Regions from separate parts of the Mus musculus genome. Here all the other regions are linked to region 2. Evidence: chromatin contacts called from public HiCAR-type and HiChIP or PLAC-seq data. All regions are on one chromosome and are shown on one strand. Each heading gives the region's core, a stretch centred on a gene start, on an enhancer-like site or on the middle of the called end of the contact. The rest is flanking DNA. Distances are from core to core; before and after follow the strand shown.

Evidence for each region. HiCAR-type assays count read pairs that join an accessible place to other places. HiChIP or PLAC-seq counts read pairs in DNA pulled down with a chosen protein or histone mark.
Region 1: a contact with region 2 is called in an H3K27ac HiChIP or PLAC-seq map of neural progenitor cells, with 10 times the contacts expected there. The contact joins the enhancer-like site here to the promoter of C130071C03Rik in region 2. A contact is called at or near these places in 2 of 484 Hi-C or Micro-C datasets (cerebral cortex and cortical neurons) and 6 of 115 datasets of contacts at active chromatin or transcription factors (SST interneurons, astrocytes, embryonic forebrain and 3 more).
Region 3: a contact with region 2 is called in a HiCAR-type map of astrocytes, with 7 times the contacts expected there. The contact joins the promoter of Rasa1 here to the promoter of C130071C03Rik in region 2. A contact is called at or near these places in 1 of 39 promoter capture datasets (embryonic stem cells), 2 of 484 Hi-C or Micro-C datasets (cerebellum and embryonic stem cells) and 4 of 115 datasets of contacts at active chromatin or transcription factors (SST interneurons, astrocytes, embryonic forebrain and 1 more).

The regions. Positions count from the first base shown.
Region 1 is chr13:85,065,609-85,070,439 of GRCm38.p6, forward strand. No RefSeq gene overlaps it. Among named protein-coding and RNA genes, the nearest start is that of Ccnh, 120 kb to the right of the region's middle. Within about 2 kb of position 1,798, at least 26 of the 459 cell types and tissues checked have an H3K27ac peak or open chromatin away from gene starts, as enhancers often do. A contact at or near this core is called in cerebral cortex, cortical neurons, embryonic forebrain and 1 more, where this site is marked.
Region 2 is chr13:83,718,556-83,723,026 of GRCm38.p6, forward strand. C130071C03Rik (RIKEN cDNA C130071C03 gene) reads left to right here and starts at 2,826. Exons shown (of 4, transcript NR_152245.1): 1 at 2,826-3,100. It overlaps Gm52046 (a long non-coding RNA gene), which reads right to left and starts at 3,100. Exons shown (of 2, transcript XR_003950632.1): 1 at 1-3,100.
Region 3 is chr13:85,287,859-85,292,504 of GRCm38.p6, forward strand. Rasa1 (RAS p21 protein activator 1) reads right to left here and starts at 1,628. Exons shown (of 25, transcript NM_145452.3): 1 at 538-1,628. The coding sequence starts at 1,049.

The DNA.
Region 1 (4,831 bases), core at 548-3,047, 1.3 Mb after region 2:
AAAAGAAAGTTTCAATGAAAACTAAATTAAGTGTTAAATAAACTAGGGGACTGGAGAGATGTCTGAGTGGTTAAGAGCACTGTCTCTGCTCTTGCCGAGGTCCTGAGTTCAATTCCCAGCAACCATGTGGTGGGTCACAATCATCTATAGATAAATAACCTAAAATAGTTGGAGAAGATAGTCTCATACATAACTTTGTGAATAAAGTCTACCAATGTGTTAAAATGGGGAGTTAAAAGAAACATCATACAATAGGGGAAGAAGAGAGAAAAGGGAACAGTCTTGGAAATGCATTAAATAATAATAAAAAAAGAGAGAGAAAGCAGAAAAGCAAATTTAAATGTAAAATTTCTACCTCTGGAAGCAAAATGTTCTCCAAATAATAATATTCAAAGTGTTTTTAAAAAAGCAAACAAACAAGGAAACTAGCAAGCACACAAAATAAATTTTTATTAAAGTTATATTTACATGCCATTGTATTGCTTTGTATGTGATGAATTTCCACTTAGTAGAAATGTTTAATCCCACATGCATCACTTGATTGTTTATTTCATATATTCATATAGACAAGCTTGCAGATAAACTGTAGTCAGTCTCCAATGTAGAAAACTTATCACATGTGTGAATTAATCGCTGCTCAATTCTGTTCAAGTCAATACAGTTAATATGTTAAGTTCTTATATTTCCTGAATGCAAATGTATTTAATGAGTGTTTTAGCATTACCAATTTGCCTCAAGTATAATTGAGATATCAAAACTCTAATAGTTGTATCTGAGTGCTCAGATTTATGCAAATAGAAAATGATTTTTGCAGCATGCTTTAAAAATAAAAATAAATAAATGAAATATCTGATTGTGATTACTATTTTGTAGATTCAGACATTTTTAATGTATTCTTTCTTTAAAAAAATAGAACAACAACTAGAAACAATAATCACAGGTGAATCTTTGGAACATTGAATGCTTAGAAAATATAATATTTTACATACAAACACACACAAAACACAACACAATACACACACACACACACACACACACAGACACACACACACACGTGAAAGAATAATGTCCATTCTTTTCACTCTTCCCACCTCTTCTATGTTCCAAGAAACTGTGAGTAATGAAAGCAGGGCAAAGCCAATCAAATGGGTGTGTATACTAGTGCACTGAGAGTTGAAGGCTCTGCGTTGAAAATAAGGTTCATGCATTATTCATAGGCTATGCATGTTTATGTAAATTACCAAAGTCGGAAGTGTATATGAAACCAGAATCTGAGTTAAAATGATGATGTTATAATATACTGCTGGACCTATATCTTACCAATTCAACATACCCCATTATACTATTCTTGAAAATTACATCTTATGCAAGTTCACACTAGAAATGTAATAAAAATTTGAGGCTTACATACATTGCATAGTTTTCAACATTGCTTTCAAATTCAATATACTATTAAACACTGAAACTTAATAATATATAATTCAGACAGCCTAGGAGTAAGGATGTACACAGAAGCACCTGTGAGTGTTACATGAGAGAGGTGAGAAAAGGTGTGCCTAGAAATGTAAATCTATGAAGGTTTTAATGTACAGGGATTTCCACTTTGCAAGAAGAAAAGGCAAACCCTTCTTTCTATGGACGTATAGCTAGAAAATCTTGGAAGCAGTGTATTTGGGGGATGTCACCTCCTACCTAGTGAGAAACAGTGAAGGAGTCACTGGCTAACAAGACTCAGCTCACACTCATCTTCTGGGTTACAGTGTTCCTTTGAATCAGTCATTGTGGGCTGCCAGCATAGATGAGCTCATTTGCATAAGCTCTCCACCTCCTGGTCAGCTCTGAAAATCTTGGCCGCCTTGCACTGAATTCGCAAGGGAGCATTTATCCAAAAAAAAATAAATAAATAAAATAATATATAAAGGTTCTAAAGAAAACATCACAGCTGAATTAAGTCCAATGCACCTGAAATACATTGCTCTGTTATCTTTTAAATTGTTACAAATATAGAAGGCATTTTAGAGTCATTTCTGTGTATTCCTTTCCTAATGTACTACGTGAACCATTTTTCACACATATTAACACACCATATGCAAATGACGTTTAATGTGTTTTATTCACAGAGAGCATTTACAAATCATTTTGTGTATGGGGGAAGCAGTTGCTTCACTTCTGCATGCACAACTGAAATAGGAGGAGTGTATATCACTACGTTTTGAAATGAGAGAAAATTTAAATGGAATGAAGAAAGCTCACAGATGCCATAATGGAAATTGTCTATGTTCCTAATTCACCTATTAGTGCCTTTTTCTCGCTTCATAGACTTTCAAAATCTGGATGGTGAATTTTCTTTCTGTAAAAAATTTTAAGCTCTTGTCATTTGAAACAATTATCCCTTCCATTATTCATGCGTACATCCATACACACTGTTCCTCTTAGAAATCAAAAGAAAAGCTCAGAACAGCAAACACTTTTAGGTGAATTAAAATCTGAACTTAAACATTTGTGCCCCCCATACTCCTTCAGAAACAGAGAGTGATTTTGCACACATCTAATCATCATGTATTTATTCATGGCATTTTAAAACTTCCAATTTACTTACAGCAGAATTTATTTATTTTAAATAATTTATACACTAACATAAAAGCACTTAGATGTTAAAAAATGTAGAACAGATTAAATATAGAAGGCATATTAAAATTCTGTTTTATATAAAATATTAACCAGAAATGAACATCTGTAATTGTTAGAAAATTAATATGTGCAGCATGTCTTTATCTTCTAATTTATAGAAACAGGGTGTCTAAATAGTTATTATTTTCTTTCAATGTATAGAGTGACTAGGAAAAAATGCTGGCAATTTTTATTCTGTGAATGGTGTTTCACTATAGCATGAAGCTGTATCTAATTTGCGTACAGCATCATTGAAATGCAGTCTGTGACATGCAAATCATCAACAACATTGGGAATGCACACAGCCACTATACCTCCTCATACAAATAGACACTGCCACTTACGGATCACAGAGAGTGCTGCTACTGCAACTCAGAGCTATTCAAACACATCACGCTGCTGGAATTTGAATGTGGTTTACAAGCAAGGCTTTACTCATTAGAAGGAGTATTTTTCTTCTGTTGTGCAAACAAAAGAAGGTTTTGTTACAAACATATTCAATAGAAATAGCAATCTTTTATCTGCACCATCAGTTTCTCTTAAAGAAAAGAAAACATACAGTACAAAACTAAAATATGTAATTATTTGATGGTTAGTGCTGTGCATTCTTTATAGTAGGAAGGTAATAAAGCCTTCTTTAAATTTTAGAATAAGAGAACCAAATGTAGATACAATTCTCTAATCTTTCAGCAATGACTTAGTAGTTTCCATGGGGACATGAATATACAAATGTAAACTCAAGAGGGGCAGCTTTTACCCCATTTGCTAGGAATAAAAAGCAAAAGTGAATTTTATTTTCAATCACCTGGGTAATTATCTCTATGTGGCTTATATCTCACTGATTGGCTTCTCTTCTCCAAGTCATCTTTGCATTTAGGAGACAAGCCACTTATTTTTTGTACATTCTGGGAGACTTGTTATTTGAATTTAGATAATAAGTCATTATTATTATTTCATTTTAGAAAATAAAAGTTTTCTTGACAGCAAAAAATAATGAAATAGTTATAGATCTTTGTGAGAAATAAGCTTTCAATAGTAAGAGATATTCCTCCAAATATTTTGAAAGAGGACACATGAATGGATTTAAAATTTTATGTCTGCCCTCTGGGACTATTGGCAGCAGATTGTTTCTATACATTATGTGTCAAGACTTGTCTATTGAGACATATACAATAGGAAATCACTGCAATATAATTTAAAATTATCTTACTATGTTTCCATTATACCCTCATGTCACTTCATTCTCATCAGGCTTCATCAAACATCTTACTTTCTATTTAGTGAAAATACAATAGCCAGTAATGGATGATAAAGGGGAGATCAGTCAAATGTGGACAATGTTGGCTAAGAGGACTGAAATGAAGAATGTTCCTGGTCATATAACTGTTTCCAACTGTGTTCTAGTTTAAGGAAATGTTCAACATGATGCTCATTGCTGAACTCAGTCACATGTCTCATAGAGATGGTATTTCTCAGACATCAGTAAGTTAGAAGGGTTAGTAACACCTTTGAATCAAAGACCAGGATTAAAGTGACCTCAATAAATTGAAGACATAGCATGCACCACATTAAAATATGAATTACTCACAATTCCTGCTGAGGGAAATATAGAATTCATCATTTGTTTGTTTATCCATTCATCAAATGCTTGTTAAATGCCTACTATGTGCCAACTACAAATTAAATATCCTTTAACACAGACACATTTGTAATTTGAATGTCTACTCCTTCCTTCCTTACATGTCTTGCTCCTTTTAGAAAATCAGTTGATTTCAAAGTTGGATGCTTCTATATTAAGCATAATTGATAGACTTAGAACAGAGTCAACGGGTCAAAAAATCCAGCATGCTAAAATATGTATTATGGTTATACACACACAAATCAAAGTAAAACTTATAATTAAATTTGGGTTATTACAGGTTTAAAATAAAAGCACTTAAAATATATTTTGTTGGTTCAATTTTTGTATTCCAAAGACATATTTAGAAAGCCAGCATGCTACATAAAATCTAATTCTGCTGAGGTCTCACCTGCACTTTCATTCTGGTTGTCTGGAGTAAGTATGATTATGAAAACTGGCTTGAATGGAACATTTTACAGCTGCTATGTCAGCATAATTATTACTCTATCTATCTTCTCTGGTTAGAAATGACCAATTTAT
Region 2 (4,471 bases), core at 1,576-4,075:
TGAGAGGATTTGGAGAGAGAAACCTTTTTCCTCTTCCTTCTCTTCCTCCCAGAACCAGGTCACATTTCCAAGTCTCTCCTGGAAGCCACACTCCCAGTGCCAGCTGCACACTGCCAGACATACCTTGGGGCTTTCCTGACTTCCTCACAGAAAGTTCCACAGCTTGCCAACAGGCAGCCTGTGTGTCTCTAGGATGTCAGCAGCTATCTGGTGTCTACTTTAAGATGTCTAGCCCGTTTTGTGAGTGTGTATGAGCAAATCTGACAAGGTATACAAGTTAAAAGGAAAAACTGAAGTGCAATCTATGAAGTTGTCTATCTCAGGTATTAAGAGAAGTTTTTGCAAAGAGAAGTTTTGTGGAGACCTTCTTAAACCCAGCCACAGCTATCTTTGGACTTTCTCTATGTCTTAAACATCTGTAATCTAAACCTATGATTGTCACACCCTTCTGCCTCCTCTGGCAATGTCTCATAATTTCAAACAAAGGCAGCCAAACATCTACAATTAGTATTCAACAGGCAAAGGTGGTTAATTATTGTTCGCCTGTTAAATGATGACATATCATAAAGGCTCTATCTCTGGCCTGTCGTTGCACTACAGTCTGAATGCTGTCCTTCTACAAACACTCACTTCACAATGTTTGGGAGATGCTATGGGATGGTGAACTTTTATCCTTGCATGCCGGATCCATATCAATGCAGCTTTGTAAGTCTGGGAGGGCACCGCTGTAGCCAGGATGTTTGTTCTAGGCAGCGTGATGCCGACGACGCACAGGCTGGGTTCTGGCTCTGTGCTCTTAGTTTGTTTTCTTGTTTGTGCTCTCCTAAACAACCTTGAAAATCCCAGACAGGGTGGTGAAATATGACCTTCACTTTATATAGTTCATAGCCAGCTCGTTCTGCTCAAGGAAAATATATTTATTTGCCTTCAACTAACTTAATTTAAAAAAAAAAAACCAACTTCGTTTTCCATTTTACTTTAAGCCCACGGTAGGCATAAATCAGCAACATCTTCTAACTGTTATCCTGAAATAAAATTTGGAGGTAAATGAGTCCTTATACCAGGTGCTAAACAAAATAATGCCTGGGAAATTCTTCCTGCCCTATGATACGTGCATAAAGTCCAGCAATCGTAGCCTCTCAACTAAGTATACACACCCATAGTGCTGCGATCCATTTGGTAGTCTCACTGTAATGGCAGAAAGGAGATGGTTACCGCGACACCATTGCTATTATTGAAATTAAACAGCTTTGGAAGATATAATTGCTAATAAAAGGCTTCTTCTCCACGCCCCTCAAGGGTTTCCTCCCCCCTCTGACATTTTATGACGCGCCATTCAGATGAATGTAAGTAGAATTATGTGGAACCTAGCGGCCTACTGTACAAGGTCGCATCTAGAGATCAGCAAGGAAATGAAGATGGGGGGGGGCTCACTGTGTTTAGGTATGATTGTCTGAGAAAAAACGCACTCGAGTGTTTAGATATCGATGTTTTAAAACTTTTTCTCTTTATGAATTTTTCAAACCGACCGCGTGCACCCTCCGTGACTCCCCCGTGTCTGTGCATTAAAGGCGTCCATGAAATCATTGTATGGGGCTGGTTTAATGCGGTTAACAGAGAACTAAAGGGTTGTCTGTGTCGGAAAGCACGGTCCCATTTCTAATCCCATCACGTACTGAAGCGGTTTTGTGTGAATCTGTGGCTTCCACCTTTATCCACCCTGGATGTTCCTACTCAGGAAAACCTTTCCAACCGCTCCCAACTTCGGACGGTTGGCAAAATATCTTGTTTTCTGCCCTACTGATTGCTTTTCATTTTCAGCTTATTTTCATCTTACTTAACAATAATAAATGATCCTTGCAGTGTAAAACCTCAGTTTAAATGATCCGTCGTGCTCCAGCCTCGTTTTTTTTTTTTAAACTTCGAAATGTAATGTCAAATACGTTTAACTTGCTCCTGTCTTCAAGATGCAGGAGACCAAAACTACTTTTGTGCCAGATTTTACCTTCTTTCTTGCTCAGAACGTGCACTGCGCGCTTATATACACACATGCGTTCACGCGTGAGCACAAACACAAACGTACACACCAATACACACACATATAGAGAGGGGGAGGGGGGAGAGAGAGAGAGAGAGAGAGAGAGAGAGAGAGAGAGAAAGGAAGGAAGGAAGGAAGGAAGGAAGGAAGGAAGGAAGAAAGAAAGAAAGAAAGAAAGAAAGAAAGAAAGAAAGAAAGAAAGAAAGAAAGAAAGAAAGAAAGAAAGAAAGAAGAGGAAAGGGCATAGAAGAGGCAGAGATGCCCAGAGGCAAGCGGAGAGTCGGGGCTCCGCTTAACCCGGGCATTGGGAAAGCGGGGCTGGAGGTGGAACAGGACTCAACCGACCGCAGCCGCTCAGGCCACGGCGTTAAGCCGCCAGTGAGGGTGAGGATGCCCTGCGGGCTTCCGCACTTTTCTGAAACCAAACAGGATGGCTAGGCTCCCCGGCTGAAGTAAAAGTTCCGGAGGGTTTGAAGGCCGTGGAGAGTCACCTCGCCCGAGCAAGGAGGCTGCCTGGGGAAGCGGCCTCGTGGGCTGGCTGAACTGGGTGGAAGCCCTCGCAGGGGGTCCTGCGGTGCTAGCTTTTGTACCGCCCCGCCTAGGCCAGTCCGGAGCTGACGCACCAGCTCCCCAGAGACGCTGGGGGCGTCGCACTGCAGCTGGGTGGGGAGCAATTTATTCCTGGCGGTCACATCCCACCCCATCTTCTGTTACTCCACCCTACCCCTCCCATCCCTCCACCTCTTCCTCCTCCTCTTCTACCAACGCCCGCACTATCTTCTGGTTCTTCTCCTCTTCAACCTCCATTCTCCCCCTCTCCCTTCTTTTCCTCTCTCTTTCACCCTCCCCCACTCTTTCGTGTCTCTTTCCTCCTCTGAATAACCAAGCTGTTTTGCTTCCGAAAGTAGAGAGAGAGGGAGAGAGAGAGAGAGAGAGAGAGAGAGAGAGAGAGAGAGAGGAGAGAGAGGCCTTGCTGTGAATGGAAGACAGGAGGGACTCTGGTACATCTGGGAGTGGAAACTTGATGCTTCTGGGCTGTGATTTGCCAAGGTCTCGCCAAAGGTGAGTACTCTGGGGGCCCGAAGAGCTCTCACTTGGAAGGGTCCAGACCCCGCCCAAATCTGAGAGTCTGGTGGTAATCAAACAGCGGTTAAAACTGGGATGGAGTGAAGGTCGGGGAAGGGCTACAGCGTAAGGGTTCCAGAATAAATGGGTGCCAGTGCGCCTTGTAGCTAGCTTGTGGCTCAGGCTCCCGCCTAGGGCTGCTTCCCAACCTGCTAAGGTCATCCGAGACGGCTGTGACTTCTAGAGCCCTCTCCCTATGCGGACCTGCACCTCCGCTCCTTACATACCCTCGTTCAAGTGACGCTTTGGTATCAGGAAGTGAGAAAGTATTCTTCTCTCAGACCTTTAAAAGGGAAAGTTTGGCAAGGTGGGCGCTCTTTGGTTCTACTATCCCCTCGATTCTAACCTAGGATCCCTAGATTGTACAGGATATTGTTATTTTCCTTTTATAAAGAATGACTTTAACGAAAATTCGTATGTAGTCAAAAAGATTATTGGATCACCATGACTGATCAGCTGCTGCTGACCTACCAATAAGCGTTATTTAAATATACACGCACATTCGTGCGTGCCCCCTACACGCAAACACACTCGGGGGGGGGGGGGACGTCTATATGTAATGAGTAAGACAGCTCGAAGTTACCAAGAATTAAGAGGGAATCAAAAAGGCTTTTAAGTGTTATGTATGCATCTTCCATTTGTGTGCAGATTGGGGTGGGGGGGTGCCTGTCTGTTGCGTGTGTTGTCAGCTGGTTCTAGTTTCTAAGCACTGAGTGTTGCCAAAGGCTGGAGCCAGCACCCACCATTCACCTTGGCACCCTAGCGGCAGAACAGGACTCATTTGTTTGGTGCCAAGAGGTGAGGACCTGGAAGAGACTGGGGTGTAGTTAGGTCGGGGGGGGCCCCCTGCCATCCATTACACCTGCGGCAGATGGCTCAAGTGGTAGAATGGTTTTGTTTGCCAGAATCAAGAAGGGAGGAGGAGAAAATTCAGCCTCGCCCTACTGAAAAGAAGTACAGTAAAGAGCCAGAGAGATGAAAGAAGCCATCAAAACCAAGGATGCTGAGTCCTGGGCAGTTAATGACCTTGATACCTGGTTCCAATAGATAACAAGGCAGAATTTTATGAATGTATTTTTTGATCAAATGTTTTACACACACACAACACAACACACACACACACACCTCCGCGTAGATGCACACAGGTGTTCTGGGAGAACCTCTCCATGGGAGCTGACTTAGGAAGCTCTTCCTCAGAGCTTCATTCCCTCAGACTGCCAACTCATACACATAAAGGCTCCCTCCCTAGACAACCAACTATGGATTTAAGCAGACTTCAAATGTACCAGTCTCCTTCTCACAGAGTAA
Region 3 (4,646 bases), core at 378-2,877, 1.6 Mb after region 2:
TCTCCACTTCTCTAAAGAGATCTAGTGTTTTTATGAATCGCAACGCTTCCAGCAGACATTAAGTAGGAGTTTGCAGCTGCAGTAAAAACAAAACATTCTGACCTATGAATTTGCAACTTACATTAATATAGTCATTTAAATACTTGTACTCAACGCCTCTGACTTCAGCAGGGAGCACTGGAGTTACAATAGACAGCGGTTGCCTTTATAGTGCCAAGTTCTGCTGAATCCCGGACACTATCTCAATTAGGAAGGGGCAGAACCATATCCGGTTCCCACTGAATACAGTTTCCCATGCTTCCCATCTTAAAAACTTTTACGTCTTCCCAAAAGAGCAATAAACATACGAAGACGCCAGGAAGAGTGCCTGTAGGGGAAAATGACTGATCAAATTAAATCCCTATATATGGAACCTGAAACTTCAAAACTTGTCAAACAAATCACAGCGGCAGGAGCACGGTATGTGTCGTTGCCCCTTCTTTCCCACTTCTTACACGGAGCCAGCTTCCACAATCCCTCAACAGCAGTTTGACTTACTGGTTAGTGGGAGGTGCGGTCAGCGGTATGGCCACCTCTTCCTCTTCGTATTCTGGTCCATCCAGGGAGTCACCTTCATCCACGGTCCCCAAACCGGAGCCCAAAGGGGGCAGCTGAGGAGGCGGCGGCAGAGGAGGGAATCCGCCGCCCGGCCCGAGCGTCTCAGCAGGCAAAGACAGAGTCCCCTTGGTGAAAGCGACGTCTCCCGCAGGTCCGGCGGCCGCAGCACCAGCCACGCCAGCAGCAGCACTGCCGGTCAGCGCGGCGCCCCCCAAGACACCGGCCACCGGCCCGGTCCCCAGGAACCCGGACCCCGACGCGGCTCCGCCACCGAGGGCCGCAACCAAGTCGGCGTCCGCCAGCCCGGGACACGGGGCGGCTGCCACCGGCAGGGCCGCGGGTAACTTGACCCGGCACGCTGCCGAGTAGGCGCTGGAGCCCGTGGCCGCGCCGCCGCCGGGGCCCGCCGTCGCAGGGCCGCCTTCCTCACTGCCCGCCTCGGCCGCCATCATGTTGAAGCCCGCTCTCCTCTAGCTACCCTGCCGCCCGGGAGCCCCGGGGGCCAGCAGGCCCGGGCTGCGAGCCGCCCCACCCAGGCGCGTCCCCCTTCAGCTCTCCAGGCAGAGGAAACAACAACAAAAGGAGAGCGCCCGCCGCCGCGCCCCCTCCCCGGGCCACAGCCCCAAGCTCCGCGGCTGCTGGCTGGCTTACGGGAAGCGACGCGGGCAAAAAACCCAGCGCCTGCAGAAACGCTAGGCAAACCTCGCCGCGCACACCCACACTCACGCGCACACATGCACAGGGGCGCCAAACTTCCTGGCTACGCTAAAGAGGAAGGGAAGCCCGCTGCAGCGGCTGAGGCAGCGCCGCCTCGGCCGCCGCCGCCGCCGCGCCTCAACGCCCGGGTTCCGGCCGCCCCCACCGCAGCCACCAGTGGGGCTGCCTATGCCAGAGCCACCGTAGCCTCATCTCCGCCGGCTGGAGTCGGGAGCAGTGGGCGGGGCCGAGGAAGGGGGCGGGCCCGCAGAGCCCGACTCCGCTGCGGGCTACCTGCGGCTCTCCGGAGCGAAACCCGGGAGAGAAAGAAGGGCGGGGCCGGGAAGAAGGGAGGGGCGGAGCGGGGGCTTCTGCGCAGGCGCCTTCCGGGAGCGCGTCCGGACAGAGGAGAAGGAAAAGCAGCCTGGGCAGGAAGCGGCGGGCGCGCGCGGAGGCGTGGCACAGCTTCCCACTGAAGGGTGCGGGACGTGTGGTGCGGCCGTCCCTCCACGCCACCGGGCTCGGTGCAGGCCTACCTCTCACGGCTTTGTTTACAGGGAGAGAAGGAAGATAGCTCATCTCCAGGCCCGAGGGACTGGAGGGACGAGGGGGCGATGAGAAGGAAAGGATGACGCCAGGAAGTCCATTCACTGCTTTGTAACTTGTAGAAAAATGGCCTTAGCTGCCCGTACAGTCGGCAACAAAAATCAAAACAGTATTCATAGTTTATTCCTTTCCGTCGCATGCTATAAATCACCGTATAACTTAGGTGAAATAATTTAAGCCTAGATCCTTGGACCTGAGAAAACAACGGTTGAAAGAAGCCATGGAGAGTATGAAGGTAGAAGTCAATGCTACCATTATATACATAAGTTCTCTTCACCGAATGTCTCCCTCACATGTTTGGCTGTCAGAGAAGGAATGTAGTATTTAGAGGAAAAGTGCCACCGAAGTCATAAACCAATATATTTTGTCCTAGTTTGTATGCAAAAATCTGCAACACATACCAAAGACACACTACATGTCTAAACTTTGACAGATCAATGTCACCCTTTATGAACCCTAGGAAAAAGTTTTATTTCCCGTACTTGTGTGTATATATAAATTCATAAACACATACTCAACTGTTAGAATTATCTTTTCATGTTCCCTGGGGATAGGTTCCAGGGGCCTGTTGAGTTACAAAATTATTATCTTAAATAATTTGGGCACATTTTCCCATTTACACAGTAAATCATCTCTAGCTTATCCACAACTCTTAATATAATCTAAATATCATTTATTTTGTTATTATTAGAATAATGACAAAAATTTATGCAGGTGGAATTTTTTCCAGATATTTTTGTATGTGGCACCCTTGAATCTATAGTTTGCTAATATGAAAGCAGATAGTATATAAGCAGCCATTCATATAGAGAGATCATGCTGGTTGCTTGAAATTTATCCGTGTTAGAAATTTGCCCTTTAGGGTTCATGTACTGTACTAGCTTTTCTGTTCTCCCTGGAAAGTGTCACATTGAATGCAACTGATTATTGATAATACTTTCTCTATTAAGTTTGACCAAGCTAACTTGCTGAGAATAGCAAGAGGCTGAGATAGAATACCAGGGAAAGAGGGAAGGAGTACCATTAAGGGAAATGACAAAGTACAGACAGGACATTTCCATATTCCTGTATACCCAATCTATAACAATCAAACTGATTTCAACAGTAGTAGTGCTTGCCTCTTGTGCAAAGTGTCAGCTGAGAAAGTGAAAGTAAATTGTATAAGGGAGCTAGAAGTCAGCGTTAAACTGACCAATTAGGTGTAAAAGAAATTTTTATCTGAGAATTTCTGAATCAGAAAATGCACCATTTGTGTTTAAATGAGTCCTTCCAGTGATTTTTGACACACTTAATTTGAGTACTACTGTGCTATAACATAGTATACTAATTAAGGAGGCAATATACAGAAACTTGAAAAGCTGTAAAAAGAACAGGTATCATTCATTCGGTGGATGGGTAAAATGTGGGTATTGGTTTGCTAAGGTCTGTATTCTAAACCAGCTAGCAAAGGAGAACAAAATGAAGCAGATTCATAATCGCTAAAATCAAAACGAAATGCTGCTTCTTACAGCAGCCTCCTTAGAGCAGATTTTCTTTTAAATGTACTCTAAAGTCCCAACTACTGTTTAGTTCATGAGCCACAAGTGCAACACCCCAACTTCATATCAACCATCCGAGTTAGAATTCAGGTCTTTGAAATGACTGTTTGGTTATCTATCACCACCTCTATTTATCAATCTTCTCAATTTTTTCTATGCCCTGTTCCTGAAAATTCAGGTCAGGCTCCCAATTCCAATCACAAACTTGCCTTCTCCTTTTCCCAAAATTAGGTAGCACTCAAATATCCACATTTAATACAGCCTGATACCTCTTAGACACATATTGTCTCCCAGTTACTTTTAAATATGTATAATTAGAAATCTTCACTGCAGAAACAACTCATCGTCCATCTTTTTTTTTCTAGCTCAGTTCTGCTTGCTGCCTTTAACATAGCACCTTTCTTTAAAAGCATAAACATTATATTATATCATTGCACATCTTTGGAAATTAATTTCTTATCAGCAGGAAGGAAATAATAAGTCTATTTGAAAAGTCTGTATATGTGTTGCATGCATGGCCCTGTGTGTGTGTGTGTGTGTGTGTGTGTGTGTGTGTGTGTGTGTGTAGGTGATATAATATAATTTCTTATTTGAAGTTCCAGGAAAATCTGTCCTTTTTTCTTTTACTACTGCTTACACACTTTTAAAGGAATTTATTTGCATGAGTGTTTTACCCACATGTATGTCTGTGTATCATGTGTATGCATTCTCTGCTGAGTCCAGAAGAATACATTGTGCATTTTCCATGGAGGCCAGAAGTGAACTTCAGACACTGGAATTGAAGATGGTTGTTAGCTGCCATGTGGGTGCTGGGAATTTAACCTAGGTCCTCTAGAAGAGCAACCATTGCCCTCACCTGTTAAACCATCTCTTTAGCCCACACACTTTCTTGATCTCTGTTATCTTTTATGGTTTGTGTCCTTTTAGTATACCCAAAACTAATGTTCCTAATTCATTTAGTTTTCTCTTTGGCCTCTTTTCTTTTTCTACTTCTCTTACTTTTTTTTCCTGCTAATTTCTATTTCATGTTGTGCTTCTGTGTCATCTTCTTATAACCTCCTAAATTCCCTGATGCAAATAAACTTCTTGAAGCTTCATGAGTAAAAACTGAAGGACAATTTTTATTTAGGAAATGGAAATATTAGTCTCCCACTGGCAGCCTTCAGATGAAAAACTCTCAGCTCTGTCTGCACCATGCCTGCCTGGATG